Regions from separate parts of the Mus musculus genome. Here all the other regions are linked to region 2. The links are chromatin contacts, called in public promoter capture Hi-C maps. All regions are on one chromosome and are shown on one strand. The core of a region is the stretch at or near the end of the contact, and the rest is flanking DNA. Distances in the headings are between cores, read along the strand shown. Region 1 holds the start of Flna (filamin, alpha). Region 2 holds the start of F8a (factor 8-associated gene A). Region 3 holds the start of Plxna3 (plexin A3).

Region 1 (3,598 bases), core at 270-2,769, 1.0 Mb before region 2:
ATTCATGTCTGTGTGAAGGTGTCATATTCCCTGGAGCTAGAGTTACAGACAGTTGTAAGCTTTCATATGGGTGCTGGGAATTGAATCTGGGTCCTCTGAAAGAGCAGCCACTGCTCTTAACCACAGAGCCATCTCTCCAGCCCCGGCGGCCACTGGTCTTAGAATTGAGAAGTAGGGACAGAAGCCTGTCTTTCTGGAAAAACAATTTAACATTCTGGAGAGGCTTGAAGTACAGAGTAAGTAGATGGAAAAGTCTACCACGGGAAAGACATAGGTAAGATGAATCCCCTTAACTAAAGAGGATGGTTGGGAGTATCCCCTACAGTTTTCTTTTTCTGTATCTTCGCTCCTTTCTGTCCCAGCACAGCATCCTCATCACTATCTCCAGAGAATATCTATCATTAAATTAACTTTTAGTGAGTAGCTTCACACTACTTAGGGAACACACTCAGGCTCCTTAGCAAGCCTTGATGTCTGGTGACTCTCCTTTCTTCAGTAATCTGGGACCCTCTCCCTGAGCCCCTCCACATCTCTAGGGTCACAGCAAGGCTTGGGACTGTTCAGCCAGAGAAGACCTCTCCCCCCAGAATTCCTCAGGGCCCAAGGTAGAACAGTGAGTATGGCAGGTACAAGGTGTACAGATCTACATGCATCACAGGGCAGGCAGGCAGGCAGGCAGGCAGGCGCCCTCTGATTGTGTGCATTGGCATACCCTGGACCTTTGGAAAGCTGCTTGATCCTGTAGTGCTGGTGGCCACTTGGCCCAGTGCTGGCCCCATTTCCTCGCGGATGGAACTAGGCAGTAGAGAAGACGACGGTGGGAATGGGCCTGTGCAGGTGTGCAGGCCAGGGTCATGGAGACTGGGAAGACCAAAGGAGATGGGTAGGGAGTGCCAGGGCTCTGTGGGTGTCTATGTTAGGTGATGAGAGCCCTGTCTGACAGCATACAAAGAGCTCTCAGCAGCGTTAGGCGCTCTGGAAGGGTTCGCTCACAGGATTGCTTTACTCTGCTGTGGATCACACTGTGGCTGAGAACCCTAAGCTCGGGAAGAATAGAGAATGTAGAAGAGGGTACAGGGTCAGGGCGGAGCCCAAGTGATACCGGGACATTATTCGCTCCGCCTTCTGCAGGGACCTTGGGGAAAGAAAGTCCCTTGTAAGGGTGTGCCTGCTGGAGCTGAGCAATTCTGTGACAGAATTGCTCAAGCGTTCCTAGATCTGGGGTCCGTTTCCTGTAGTACTGTAGCGGATGTTGCCAGACCTTTTTGTGCTCTTTGGGGCTCAAAGACCCTTTCTGAAGCAGCGGGGCTGAGTTGCTTTTGGCGGAGTGCAGAGGCAGCTTCGGGGGATGGGGGCGGGGGGCGTTGTGGGGCATTCCAACGGGAGGGGCGAGGTGGGGCGGGCGCGGCCCAGAAGCCCCACCCAGAGGCTCCGCCCCCAAGGAAACTTTGCCTCTGGCTCCGCCTTTCGCATACATTTAAAGGGCTCGCTCTTTCCGCAGTGCAACCTCTGTTCTGTGCCTCGTCGTTCATGCTCGGAGGTGCCTACTGCTTTAATTAAAGGGCCGTCCCATCGGCGAAGCTGCAGCACCGCCCCTCCGTTCCTCGCGCCTCAAAATGAGTAGCTCTCACTCCCGCTGTGGCCAGAGTGCGGCGGTTGCGTCTCCGGGAGGCAGTATCGATTCACGGGACGCGGAGATGCCGGCTACCGAAAAAGACCTAGCAGAAGATGCACCGTGGAAGAAAATTCAGCAGAACACATTCACCCGCTGGTGCAATGAGCACCTTAAGTGCGTAAGCAAGCGCATCGCCAATCTGCAGACGGACCTGAGCGATGGGTTGCGGCTCATCGCGCTGCTCGAGGTACTCAGCCAGAAGAAAATGCACCGCAAGCACAACCAAAGACCCACTTTCCGCCAGATGCAGCTCGAAAATGTGTCGGTGGCGCTTGAATTCCTGGACCGTGAGAGCATCAAGCTCGTGTCCATAGGTGAGGGCACGGGCTACACTGGGGCGCTGAGTGGGTGCGGGCGTGGTCGCAACAAATTCTTCCTTTCTTCTCCTCTAGAGTCTCTCCTAGTTGTCTTCCCTAGCTGCTGCACACAACCAAGGCTACCACTAGGCCCCTTAGCCGCCTTGTTCTTTGAGGTCCTCGAGAACAAAAGGCTGGCCTGGCGAGCATGCGAACCGCTACGCGCCCCCGCCCGCAGCGCCTTGCTGGCCTGCTCCCAGGCTGAGCTCACATCCTCTGTAGGCCGCGCCCCCAACGCTGCACCCGAGGTGGGACAGGCACAGACTAGGCTTCTGCCTCTGAGAGCCGCACCCCATCCCTGGGATACCCATGCTTTCCACCTACAACAATTTTAAAAGTACCCTTCTAGCATTTGGCTGCCTCTGCAGTTCTAAAGTGAAGGTTGTAGCTTGTTCTCCTATTTATGTAGGACTCCCTCAACTTCTTGCCCTGGAACATGCTTCCCCATTGGAGATAGTTCAAATCCCCAGTTTCTTTCTTTCTTTCTTTCTTTTTTTGCTGAACTTGGAGGGGGGCAAAGAGATATACTGCTGGCAAAACTGTACTCCAGGTGTAATGAGTGTGGTTGACTAAAGGCACGAGCACTTGGTTGTTAGCTTTGCTGTCTATCATGGATCAAATTCTTGTTTCATTGTAAACCTTGGTTTTGTACATCTAGAATGCAGAGATTGGTTGAAAGGTGCTCCAATGTGCACAGGGTTTACTGCTAGTCCAGTTCCCAAGTCTTTGAACTGGAGAGGTTGGCATTGGTATTGTCTCTTGCAGGATCCCATGCTTTTCTCAAAGTAGGGGCTGCTCATGGACAGGCACCAGAATTGTTATCTTGGGAATGTGGAACAGGGAGAGTAGAAGAGTGGACCTTTACTCCATAATACAAAGGGTTTTCTATTATCCTTACAACTTTGGAATGGTACATGCTAGTTAAAACAGCGAGGGACCAAGGCCCTTCAGAGAGCAGATTTTAAGTGCTGAGTTTTTTTTTTTTTTTAAATGCTCATAGAGGTGTGCCAGTGGATGTATGAAAACTCACCCCTAGTCCCAGCCTCAGTCTAGCCAGCTGAGTCATTTCTAAGTCTTGGAAGGGGGCAACCGGATGTGGGGAGGCAGGCCACACCCCAGCTCTTTAGGGGGGGTCTCCTCCCTCCTTCTTTCTCCCCTCCTTCTTGTGAGCTGGCTGGAGCAGGCCTAGTTCCCAGAGCTTTGCCATATAAGGCAAAAAAATGTTGGAAAGCAGCAGTGATTAGGGGAGGGAGGGGGCCGGCTGGCCCAGGGGCTGGGGATAAGGGGTGGGATGGGGCGGGGCCATCTTACCAAGCTGCTTCCCAACACTGGGCCCTGATCCTCTCCTCTTGGGAGGGATATGAAGCTGGCATAGCTCACCTAATCAGACCAGGGGAGGGACCAGATGTACCTTACTGGGATGATGGGTCTGTCTTTGTTCTTCCCCTTGGAGACTACTAAGGACCTATGATCTCCTTGGGGGTTTTTGTGATGGGCCTGTGGCTTTGTTTGGTAGGGTAGGATCTTTGTGTCCTTGACTTTTTTTCAACTTCCTTTCCCATCCTCT
Region 2 (3,479 bases), core at 711-3,210:
TAAAAACTTTGACTCATCTCTTGCCAAAAACTTCTGGATAACAGAAATTTGCTGCAACCCAATAAAGGCAGGATCACCAAAAGATCACAGATGCTACTCAGGAGAAAGGTTTTGGTCATTCCATCAGGAAGAACCTGGGCTAGCAGAGTGTACAGAAGATAAAATAAATCTGGAATGTATGACAGAACATGTCAGTTCTGCTTATTAACATAGTCCTCATGTTCAGATACACAGAGTATTTGTATGTAACAACAGTTACATTTTATGTCATCTGGTGCTTTTCCCACTCCCCAGACTGCTGTGCTAGTTTATATAGAAACGAAGCAATAATGTATTAAAAGAGAGATTATGCCCAAATTGTCAAATCCTCACAATTTTCAAGACACAAATATTTCTAATCTTTTCTAAATACTTCTTGGTGATGCCACACCCCACCAGGAACAAAAGAAAAGGAAATCAATACGCCAAAGGAACATCTGTCCTCCTGAGTTTATTGGCACTATACCTAGAACAGCCAGGAAAATGAATCAACATTATCTAGCAACTGACAGATGCATAAAGAAAGATTACTCCGTAGAATCTCCTCCAGCCTTAAGGATGAAGTTTTCTCATTCGAGGCAATAATGGATGGAATTGGAGGGCACTAATTTAAGTAACTTGCTAGGCACACAAAGCCAAATTAACATGGCAGCAATAGAAATGAAAAGAAAAACAAGACAAAAACAGACAAAAAAAACAGAAGCTAGATCACATGTTTCATCACCTGTCCCCAAAGATAAAACAAGTTGGTAAGAAGGTGACTTATCAGACACCCTGTCCAGAGGGAGAGATGGTTTCCTGCAGAACGAGGTGGAGGAGGTGGTTCTGCTCAGCGGTTAGCAGTGGCCACATCTCCACCTGCAGCTTCTTGATGCCTTCAGTGTCCTTTTCTTGGGCAGCCATGACCAGAGACTGCAATAACAGAAACAGCTCCTCAGGAAGCTGGCCGCTGGTATCCTGGCCATGGCCATCGAAAGCCTCCCAGGAGTACTTCTCCAGGGTCTGGGCATGCTCGGGCAGCAGCTTGGCAGGTGGTGGTTGCAGGAGCAGCAGCAGCAGTACACGGGACACCTCACACCTGACTAGGACGTCAGCAAAGGCACCGAGTGTGCCAGGTGAAGGCGCAACAGAGCCTGGGGCGTGGTCCGGGGGCTGCGGGAGGGGCAAGGTCGAGCCCAAGACAGGTCTCGGCTGGGGTCCCGACAGGGGTGGCTGGGGCCCAGAAGGCGGCTGCGGCAGCAGCTCGAGTTGCTGTACCGGGTGGCCCCCATGCTCCCGTGCCAGGCGTTGCATGCGTGTAAATAGCGCCAGGGCGCCTGTGTAGTCGCGCGCCAACAGCTGGCAGGAGGCAGCATCACCAAGCGCTTGCAGTGCGGCCAGTGGCATCAGGGGCAGGTGCAGCTGGGCAGCCCGCTGAAAGTGACCGGCAGCAGCGGCCGGCTGGCCCACTGCGCGAAGGGCAGCAGCTAGTTCCAGGCACAGTGCAGCAGCGGCGGCAGGCTGGCCGAGCTCGAGGTGCAAGCGCACAGCGGCGCCGAGGGCGCTGGCGGCCGCCTGCAGAGGCTCCCCGTAGGCGGCGGGACAGCCCAAGCGTTGGCGCGCGTCGCACTCCTGCCGCAGGAAAAGTCGGGCCGCCTCTGTGAGGGCCAGCGCTTCCCCGGGCCCATGGAAGAGCGCCTGCTGGCAGCGCGCCACAGCCAGCTGGCACCAGGCAGCATAAGGCAGGCACTCCTGGGCGCGCAGCTCCCGGGCTAGCTGGGCGAACTGCTCCCCGGCCTCGGCCACGTTCGGCTTCCTCAAGAAGCGCTTCTTGAGCTTGTTGGACACCTGCCGATAGCGTGCCAAGAAGTCCCCAGCCTCTGAGCCTGGCCAGGCACCGCCGCCCAAGGAGGACGCAGAGCCCGCAGCCATGTTGACCGGCTAGCCGCGCCGCCTTACTTCCGGTTGAGGGAGGGCTGAGGGGGAACAGCTATGACTAACGCTACGCTGCGCCTAGCCCACAATGGGATCACAATTCATCACCTCCGCTTCCGCCTCAGGCGCCCCAGCGCTCTGCTGTAGCCACAGTGATGTGCAAAGTGCTGTTGAAGGAGGGATATGGAGGACTATAAAAGCCAATCAAGGAAGAAGGGCTGGGTGCCTACCCAAACAGTCCCCGTATGGAATTAAATTCTGCGGGGGTGGGGCTTGAGTGACGCAAATGGAGGGGGCGGGTCCAGTGCCAGTCAAATATGCAAAGGATTTCTCTGCTGCCAGGATTAGCATCGTACCCCTCACTTCCTCAACAAACATGAGACCTGACTGAGCAAGCTAGTACAGGTCCTGCCATGGTGGGAGCCTTTGCTAGTTTACAGCTTATTTACAATCATATACACATTGATATACATATCACCTGCAATCATATACACATTGATTTTGAAAGAGTTTTCATGAAGGATTTTTAGCAGGACATGCACTACCAAAGGCACTTTAAATTAGCTATTGTACATGCATGTGTTTCAATTTATACCAAGTATTTAAAAACAAAGAAGGGATTCCTTTTACTTTATTTTGAACTATCTCAATTAGTCCAAATGATTACCTACCAGAACTTGAACAAAAGGGGGGAGTGTACATTATTAAATTTATATATAAAGGATTATATACTTGCACCTAGTAGAGAATTACGTGCCTGAAAATAATTTGTCAAGATGTACAACAGAAGCTAATTTTCATTTCGCAAATTCTCTTGTCTTCTCCTTAGTTTTTCATGGTGTGATACACTTGGATCCTATCCTCCAAATTCTAAAAAAGCAATCCATTGATCCAAAAGTCAAATGAACTCAGCAAATAAAGGATGTGTTAATTTTCTACTCTTATCGTGAACCAAAAAATAGAATTGTGCATAGCAGACCTATCATTTAAAAGCATCAATGGAGGCCTGAGAGAAAGCTTACTGCTTAAGAGCATTTGTTGCTCTTGCAGAGGACCTGAGTTCATTTCCCAGTAAAACACACAGACACATAAAGAAATAATTTTTAAAAACCATCAATGTCTTGATCAATCTCTCTCTGTCTCTCTCTCCCTCCATCCCTCCTGCCCTCCTGCCCTCCCTCCCTCTGAAAAAAGCCAGTATACCAATTTCTCTCTTAAATGACAACCTATCCCATAGAACAGTGATATATCACATATGTACTTTAGGTTTCAAATGAGTGCATTTATGTATATTGCAAGCAAATGTAAAACAATAAACAACATAATACAGCACATAAATAGAAGAGGCAGGCAGCAAAGTATTATCAAACCAGGCACTTACAACCTTTAGCCAAAAAGACTTAAGATAGCTTAATTAGTTAAGAGAACAAAGGGAACATCATTAAATTGGGCACTTAAAACATCCAGTGTAATGACTGGAAAGACCTACTGAGATGGGCTGGAGTTCCAGTCCTGGGCAGAACAAC
Region 3 (3,175 bases), core at 180-2,679, 1.1 Mb before region 2:
AGACTGGTTTCAGTGCCACTACATCTCCAACTCATGGCCTCAGGTGCTTTCTCCCTTTGAGGGCCTTGGCTGCTTATCCAGGAGTCTGCTGTCTGGCCTTTCCACTGCAACACAAAGCCAAGACTCTCGCTGAGACAGACATCAGTCAAGCTTTGCTCAGACACAGGCAGACAAATGCTCTGCCAGGCCTGTGTGGCTCTCCCTGAAGAGCCAAAGGTTAGTCAGAGAGGGATATTGGCAGAAGGGTATAACCCACTTTTGAGAGTCCCAGAAGTATTATATGTAGAAACCAGCATCCTCAAATACAGTTGAAGCCTTAAGGCTATGGAGTACTACCCCTTCCCCTAAACAAATAGGGCCAATGCTGGCATTCACCCCCCGGGCCACACCCAGCCAGCCCCAGGCTGCAAAGACAGCAGAGCAGTGTCTCTGTAACTAATGGGGCAGAGCTCAGTGCTACCCTCTCAGTGCCCAATTCCCAAGAGACACAGGAGGGACTCAGAATGGGGTGGGGGGTGGGGGCCACAGCAAAGAGAAAGAAAAGCCAGCATTTGCTAGAACATGGAGCAATTCCAGCTTGAAAGTGCCAAGTTTCAGCTCAGAGTGATCAGCGCTCTGGGGCTCTTTTGTCGGGTCTGCATCCCAGACCCCTCATGCAACAACCAGAGAAGAAAGGAAAGCAAAAGAGAAAAGCGACTGCACCCTACCTTCACCTCTTCTACACTCTACAGAAAAGCCAAATTTTAGGAACTGGCCGGGACAGGTTGGAAAGGAGACCTGGAAAGTGGTAATTGGCAGCCCAAGACCCCACCCCAGCCCCCACCTCTAAGTGGCAACCTCAAGCATCACAGTCGCACCCAGCCCCTCTGCTACAGTCCTGCCAGCAAAGAGCGCGATGATGAGGAAAGCTCCATATAAATATGCAGGTCCACAGCCCGCTCTTCCACAATGCTCCCCTCTATGCCATGAACCCAACCAGTCCTGCCCCCAATGGGGGCACCCTGAGCAGACCCGCAGATACCTTAGTCAATACAGAGGCTACAGCAATGCTCAGAGATGCTGCTCCTCCTCTACAAAAGGGTTCTATCAACCAATAGGACTATGATCGAGTTGGCTGTCTCTTCCCGCTCAGGGTACGGAGTGCTTGGCAAGCCTGGTCTGGAGAGGTAGGGAGGGACAGGGCCTGACCCCAGAAACCATCTGGACCCCCAGGCTGTCTGAAACCTCTGCCATCCAGCAGACTATTGGCGCACAGGCTTTAAGGATGGCGACCACCTACCTGTCCCTCCACCGCGACTGACTCGGGGTGGCCACCCGTGGCCACGTGGACGTGCCCCCCCGCCCCGTGCCCAACAGCCGCCCCCCTCGCTTGGCCCCGCAGCCTCGCCTCGCACGCTGCAAAATCTGCAACCGCCGCCGCCCACACACTGGGCTGGCCTGCGGCCGCCTGGGCCTTTTAAACCCGGACCGTACCACCACACCGGGAGGGGGCTCCCAGAGAGGGCGGGCCGGGGCCCTAAGAAGCAGAGCGCATGGCGGTTGGGGGAGGCCGCTAGGCCCTGGGGCCCAGGACTCTAGTGCAAGAAGCAAGCCTCTCATGGGTCTCTGGGGATCCCTTCCTGAGAACAGCCCCCTTTGCTCAATGGCTGAGTCCTAGGCGCGGGCCTCTCCACACCCCCAGCTCCCCGCCTGCTGCCTTCAGCAACCCTGGAATCTGTGCGCGGCCGCGCCACACCCCCTTGGGCCTGGAGTGCGCGCCTCCAGGAGCCCGTGGCCACCTGCTACTGTTGCAAGATATTGCTTTGGCCGGTCCAACAAAACCGCACAAACAAAGATTGCCCCCTAACTCAGGGCTCTTTCTCCAATGATCCATAAACTGGTGGGCTAATACCCGCCACGAAGCTTGGAGTACTGCAACTTATAGCCATTTTCACCTAGTTCTTTCCTCAGCAAGTCACCATGACTCTGAATCTGCTGAATCTGGGATTTAATTCCATTGCTTTCTCTTTTTTTTCTTGAATTTATTTTCCCTTTAGTACAGAGTGGTCTCGAACTGACTACCCTTCTGCTTCATCCTCCCAATACTGGGATCATTATGGGTCTATGCCATCACAGCTGCATTTTTTCCATGTTGTGTTGAGATAGTGCCTCCTACTGTACCCCAGGCTGGCCTTGAACTTACAGTGATCCTCCAGCTTCACCTTCCCATGTTCTGGAATACAAGTATTTTCCACTGCTACAGTTATTCTTTGTGTGTGCATGCGCACGCACCCAAGAAGACCATCTGAGAGCATTAGACACCATAGAGCTGCAGTACAGTAGCAGGTGCTCTTAACCATTGAGCCATCTTTCTAGCCTCTTTTTTTTTCCGTTGTAAACCGCTTTATTGAGATATAATTCAGTTTTCATATAAGTCCTGTATTTAATGTATACAGACAATTCAGTGGCGTTTTAATATAATCCTAAAGATGTGCAACCATTTCTGCCATCTAATTCTTGAACATTTTCATCACTTCTAAAAGAAACTCTGTAGGAGTTAGCTATCAGTCTCAATTCCCCTCATATATATATATACCCAAGCTCTGGGAAACGCTCTGTCCTTACTGACTGTGGGGTTGCCTCTTAAGGATATCTCAAATAAATGGAACTATACAATATAAATATATTTTTATGTCGACTCATTCTTTTAATATTTTCAGGTTTTGTCAGAGTTGTACCATGGATCAAGACTTCCTTTTGGGGCCAAATAATATCCTGTTGCATGGGTAAGCCACATTTTATTTATTCTTTCATCAACTGACACATTTTTTTGTTTTCCTCTTTGGGCTGTTTGCTTACTTCTTTGTATGTGCTTGGGCCAGGGAGTGGCACTATTAGGAGGTGTAGCCTGGTTGGAATAGGTGTGTCACTGTGGGTGTGGGCTTTAATACCTAGCTGCCTGGAAGTCAGTTTCTGCTAGCTGCCTTTGGAACCAGATGTGGAACTCTCAGCTCCTTCAGCCCCATGCCTGCCTGAATGCTGCTGTGCTTCCTGTCTGGATGACAATAGACTAAACCTCTGAACCTGTGAGCCAACCCCAATTAAATGTTGTCCTTATAAGAGTAGCCTTGATCATGGTGTCTGTTCATAGCAGTAAAACCCTAAGACATTACTAGAAACACTTCTATGTATTGTT

What was found. Promoter capture Hi-C pulls out the DNA fragments that hold promoters and counts their contacts.
Region 1: a contact with region 2 is called in a promoter capture Hi-C map of erythroid cells, with 26 times the contacts expected there. The contact joins the promoter of Flna here to the promoter of F8a in region 2. A contact is called at or near these places in 3 of 39 promoter capture datasets (erythroid cells, liver and pre-B cells).
Region 3: a contact with region 2 is called in a promoter capture Hi-C map of liver, with 3 times the contacts expected there. The contact joins the promoter of Plxna3 here to the promoter of F8a in region 2. A contact is called at or near these places in 2 of 39 promoter capture datasets (liver and pre-B cells).

Annotation. Positions count from the first base shown.
Region 1 is chrX:74,244,455-74,248,052 of GRCm38.p6, reverse strand. It overlaps Flna (filamin, alpha), which reads left to right and starts at 1,519. Exons shown (of 46, transcript NM_010227.3): 1 at 1,519-1,989. The coding sequence starts at 1,617.
Region 2 is chrX:73,226,787-73,230,265 of GRCm38.p6, reverse strand. It overlaps F8a (factor 8-associated gene A), which reads right to left and starts at 1,960. Exons shown (of 1, transcript NM_007978.3): 1 at 1-1,960. The coding sequence starts at 1,950. The coding sequence ends at 805.
Region 3 is chrX:74,327,320-74,330,494 of GRCm38.p6, reverse strand. It overlaps Plxna3 (plexin A3), which reads right to left and starts at 1,429. Exons shown (of 33, transcript NM_008883.2): 1 at 1,280-1,429. Gm39520 (a long non-coding RNA gene) reads left to right here and starts at 2,205. Exons shown (of 4, transcript XR_878127.3): 1 at 2,205-2,325; 2 at 2,700-2,765.